Regions from separate parts of the Xenopus laevis genome. Here region 2 is linked to region 1. A link is a contact called in public Hi-C data. All regions are on one chromosome and are shown on one strand. Each heading gives the region's core, a stretch centred on a gene start, on an enhancer-like site or on the middle of the called end of the contact. The rest is flanking DNA. Distances are from core to core; before and after follow the strand shown.

Region 1 (2,700 bases), core at 8-2,507:
CTGTTATTCTGATCCACTTCCAAATACAGACTGGCTTTGCTCTCAAAGGGACTCATCAGCACAGCAGTCCAAGGTTTTTTTCCATAGCTATTTGCTTTCATTTCCTTTTTCTTGCAGTCTGGTGAAAGCTATTTGCTGATTAGTTACTATGGGTAACTGCACTTGTGCAATTTAGCACCTTTGTTATGAAATCAGCCCCACTGTGGATCTACCATTGGTATGAAAACTCACTATACTTTACATAAACTAATAGAGATAACTAGATCTCACTGATCTGAAGGAAACAGTGTTGACAATGGTGGTAAAATCCCTACTGAAAGAGAAAAGCTATACTAGTAAGGCTACATTCATGGCACAGGGGTCACATGTCAAGTTCATATTTAAAGCAAATCCTCCCTAGAAGTGACCACAAGTCTAAATGTGCCTTTAAATTGAATGAAATCTTTGCGAATCTTTAGCATTGCTCGCAATGTAAAGTCCTTCGCGGGCGAATATTACATCGATCATTATCACTAAGCAAAGGTTAGCGTCAACACCTGCTCTGGAGTTTTGTTAAATATTTTGTGGAAAAAGCCACTTTACATACACTGCACAAGTGCACACAACCTCGTTGAGGTCTGAAATCAGTCAAAAAGGACGCAAACATGGTCGCTAACATTTTCTTACTTTTTTAGCGCAAAGGAAACATATTACATTTTCCCATATGATCCTTTCCCTGGCCTGTTTGCTGGTGCTTAGTATTGATATTGGGTATGATCTGCAAAGCACTTCAGACCAAGACACCAAACTGAATTCTCTCTTTCCAGCATTATCACATGAATAGGGACAGAGCTGTGTTATTGTGAACCAGACCTACTGTCTCCACTCAAGCAAACAATATGGCAGCAAACTGATAAAATGCCAAGGAACAGAGCCGGAACAGAGCTAGCAGGGTGTCGGGGGGGGGGATATGTCGGGTGTTACCCTCGCTTTCTCCCCACAAAGGGCCAATTTATCCACCATGGCTTCTTCCAATTCCTGTTGCGTTATTTCACCCTGCTCTGAACTTCAATGGCAGGTACTGATTAGAGGCCTTGTGTCCTATTCAGGGGGTGTAAGTGACTGGTGTGCTTAATCTGATTAGAATGTACAGAGCTTGTGCCTAAGGAGCTTTCACACACACTTGCACAAGCACACATACACACACACGCACACAGTCACACTGCTCCTACTTTGCTCTCAGACAGTGAGGCTCTTGTTTTAACCAAGGACCAAGTGATCTGAGTAGGTCTTCTCGGTTTAAGTAGCTCTGTGGTAGGCCATTCAATGGATTGAGCATGATCTAAGCCCACCTGCCTGCTTATTAACTATAGGATTAAAGCCCTTGCCTCCCTCCCATCTCATCCTCTTACAGCTCAGTATGGAGGCCTGGGGGAGTATGCCATCTTTTTACATGAGAATTTGTCAAACTCTTTTTCTGCTTCTTGCCCACAGGTCACAAGGGATTAAAAGTGAGGCCAGGCATAGCATCTACTTAAACATGGACAGCTTGAGCCTTTCCTCTCATGGGAACTTGCCTTCTAATGCATGTGGTCAATTGCTGTGTCCCCTCCCATCCAATTTGTACCTCTTAATCCCTTAAAGCGTATACCCTATGGCCTTAGCTCCTTTTCCCACACTTCCTCCAGACATCCAAATGACCAAAAACCTTGATATTCTACACAATTGCTCACTCTTATTCTTCTTCAGTCTCCTTTCATCAAGTGCTTCTAATTAGAACAAGGCCTAGGACTCTGGAAGGCTTTAAACTGCCTGTACAGTACACATTGAAAGAAAAACTTGGGTGGGTATTAGACCATCCCTTTATAAAAAAGAATCACCTACAATATAATGTATGCATTTAGTACATTCATCAAAGCCAAAGTGAAGAAGTCACAATTTATATGTGAGAATAAGATGTATAATTCAGAGATGCTGAACGGACACTCTTGTCATCTCTAGGTCAGTCTTTGAATTTATTCATTGGAAGCTCAAAGCTGCAGTTTAACAACAGCTGATGCAAAGGTGGTCAGACATACTGGATGTTTGTATACTAGTGATGGGCGAATTTTTCCAGAAACTGCGAAAAATGGTGTCGGAATTGTCGTTGGCATAAAAAAATTTAATTTGCCGCTAATTCACGCCTGGCAAATAAATTCACCCAGCGCTATTGTATAGTAGAGTATCTAACAAGTGTTAAATAATAAAATCTATCAATTGTATTTTCCCTCTGAAGTGTAATGCTGGGGTCAGTCTTTGGCCTACTCCAAAACTCGTCCTGAAAACAGTTCAAATGGAATAATAAAATCATGTATGGAATTAAACTTGAAATTGAACTGCATTTTGGGTAAAAATATCTGAACAAGTTGCTTCTGCTCATGTGTATGAGCCTCACTGATGACACATCGATACACACTTCCTACTATAGTTCTTAAAAAATGTCCTTAAAGTAAAACTATACCCCTGAACAATGTAATTATCTATAAAACTATAGTGCATAAAACATGTAAATAAACAATTTTCATAATAATATACTTTTTTTAGTAGTATGAGCCATTGGGTAATCATAAATAGAAAACCACCATTTTAAGAAATAAAGGCTGACCCCTGGGATACTACAATTAACTGTGCACTCAAACAAGCCAAATATGTTAGGTCACATGAGCCAATTCAGGGACAGAG
Region 2 (2,810 bases), core at 238-2,737, 230 kb before region 1:
CCCAGGGGATGAGGGAACATACTGGCCAGTGCTGGAGATAGACACAAGGGAGATTCCTGCAGTGCTGTTTGGTTGCTAGGGCCGGACCTGGGAGTGTTAATGGGATTGTCCCTGACCTTGCCCTGCTGTGTGTCTGGGTGCAGCAGTTTGATGGATCGCACTAGCCCGTGACAAGTTCACTAGCCCGTAGCTCCCCTGCTGCTCGTGCCGGCCTGTAGCGCCTGACAAGCGGATTGAGCGCCCCGGCTGCCCTCAGCAGATCAGCCCCGGCTGCCCTCAGCAGATCAGCCTCGGCGCAGGGGGATTCCTTTCTTTGGGGAACAATCATCAAAGAAACTTCCAAATTGCTCTGCATTCCTTTAGCCGGATCCCCCGCGGCACGGCACTTCTATAGCCCTAATGGTATTATGGGATCATTCAGAGGTGCCGTAGCCCATTGCAGAGCTAACAGGATAGCGCTAAGTCTGTCTGCCCCTCACTTTCAGCATTTGGAGAGCGGCGCGTACAGTTGAATGGGATGAAGCGAGGGAAGGGATAATAACACTGAACAATACAACAACACGTTCCAGCCTGGGCCCAGGGTGCATTGTGTAGGTACATGGACTCGGGGCTACTTCTGCCATAATCTCTGCCCATTGACATTCGCAGGCTAATATAACCAGCACTGGCCATTTATCTCGGTTAGTAATATGTTGTGTGTAACGTGATTGGCATCTCCAAGTGCGCTAAAGAGCCAAGAAATACCATCAGATCATGTCACTGCCTTCAACCCTGAGCTGACAGTTGGACGTGGGTAACGTTGGCGAATCTATCCCATAGGCTGGGGCAGGGGTGGGCAGAAGGGGCACTTGCCTTGGGCGCAAAGCTTGGGGGGCACCAGGCAAGTACCTCACATGCAGCCTACCCCTAGTCCGGCAAGTGTTGCCTCAGTGACAAGTGGGTGCGCTCTCTGAAGTCAAAGTGCTTTGCGCTTAACCGCACTCGGCTGCGCACACGTGCGTCCTCTGTTGCGCACGGTTACGCACGCGCGTCCTCGGTTGCGCACGGTTACGCACGCGCGTCCCCGGTTGCGCACGGTTACGCACGGTTACGCATGTGCGTCCTCGGTTGCGCACGATTACGCACACGCGTCCCCGGTTGCGCATTACTGCGGTTGCCTACAGGGCCCGGCTGTCCTGGTCTGGGGGCACGTACAAGTCTTGGGGTGCGGATATGCCAGTGTAAGTATGATCTCCAAACATGTCACACTCTCTGTCACACGGATGGGGGGTGGGAGAGGAAATACCACGTGGCTGTTAAAGGCTAAAAAGTGCAGCGCACGCCTCCTGGAGAATGCAGCATTGTGGGGATTTAATTGAGATTCCTTCAGAGCGTTAATTAAAGACTAAAGGCAAGTGCAGAAAACGAGGGTAGCCCGCATCCTCCCTCCATCCTCTCTGTTTCTCCACCCCCTTCTCTCCTTGCCCCGCCCACGATGCTTCCCTCCACCTCTGCTCGGCTCATGGTTGGAGGGCGGGAGCTGCTGCTGCGGTGACGTCAGTGCGGTCTGAGCTCCAACTGGCAGCTCCGGGGATAGAGTCAGAAGCTGAGAGGGCTAGCGGATCAGCCAGGTGTCATGCTTGGGAGCTGCAGCTCACTGTGCAACTGGAAGCCATCGCCCCCCGCCTTAAATGGGGACCCCTGCGTGTCCGGAGAAGTCCTCCTATCATCAGATTTCACCGCTGCATCTCGCCTGCTGCTCCTTCTGCCTCCCGGATCTGGAGATGCCCGTTGCGTGTAAGTGTCCGCTCTTTGTGGGATCCAGCAGTGCCTGAGCCTGTACCAGTGACAGAGAGAGAGAGATCATGCCCCCCCCCATAGGAACAATGGCACCTTCTTGTTCTAGCTATAGGCCAGGGCTAGCGCAGCCGCCGGAACTTGCCTGTCAACAGCACGTTTGCCACATGCGGAAGGATTATTGTTGCTGGATTTACAGTCTGATCATCATATCACTGGAACGTGATGGAATCTGCTCTCTGTCGCCATGGCCAACTGGCCCGCGTGGAGTTTGCCAAGGCCAATGGCCCCCACACCCACACCCGTGCTCCTGTCCGTCTCTTCCACATAAATCTCTACCTGAAGTTCAGTGTGGGCGTGAGGCCTCCCCATTGCAGCAACTGCCCACTGTATTGTGAGTAGAGCGCAACTCAGGCTTGTACCATCACCAACGGGTGGGGGGAATTAGCCCTGGGATCCACTTTTCTGTCTGGGATTGGCACACAGCGTGTACTCATTTCCATATTCTGATGGCACTGAAAACTGCTTTACTGTTTGTTACTTAGTACACAACTTGCACTATACTCCTTCATAACAATAGCATTATTATTCTTTTTAACCTTCTTTGCTTTTTTTTGCCAGGACGAATACGATTTATCAGCATTATTACTAATAAGATATTTAATAGGGCAATCATTGATAATATTAACAGCATCATCTATTCACTAGGGCACATTAAGAGCTATTATCTTAATTATCATAATTAATCCATTTTTATTTCACAATTAATTCTATTCGCATAAAATCATAAAATGTAATATCTTCAGTATCGGGGTGACACTTACCCAAGTGCCACTTAAATACCAAGGTTCACATTTGTAACAAGTAAAAGAGACTGCACTTGTGATGTCTGCTCGTGCCTGGCTATGCAGCCTGCCAGACACACACATTTTATTTTATATTTAAGGGCAATAACAGCAGATATCCAATATATTAGGACTATATTTATCAAGGAAACGCTGGAGCAATTATAAGGGAAAAGTATTTTTATTTCA

What was found. Hi-C and Micro-C count contacts between places; a contact is called where the count stands out from the background.
Region 2: a contact with region 1 is called in a Hi-C map of the XL177 cell line, with 4 times the contacts expected there. The contact joins two enhancer-like sites.

The regions. Positions count from the first base shown.
Region 1 is chr3S:44,977,903-44,980,602 of Xenopus_laevis_v10.1, reverse strand. No RefSeq gene overlaps it. Among protein-coding and RNA genes, the nearest start is that of LOC108712848, 32 kb to the right of the region's middle. Within about 2 kb of position 1,257, at least 1 of the 7 cell types and tissues checked has an H3K27ac peak or open chromatin away from gene starts, as enhancers often do.
Region 2 is chr3S:45,209,073-45,211,882 of Xenopus_laevis_v10.1, reverse strand. The region is part of intron 1 of LOC108712850 (a long non-coding RNA gene); the gene reads left to right. Among protein-coding and RNA genes, the nearest start is that of LOC108712850, 3.5 kb to the left of the region's middle. Within about 2 kb of position 1,487, at least 4 of the 7 cell types and tissues checked have an H3K27ac peak or open chromatin away from gene starts, as enhancers often do.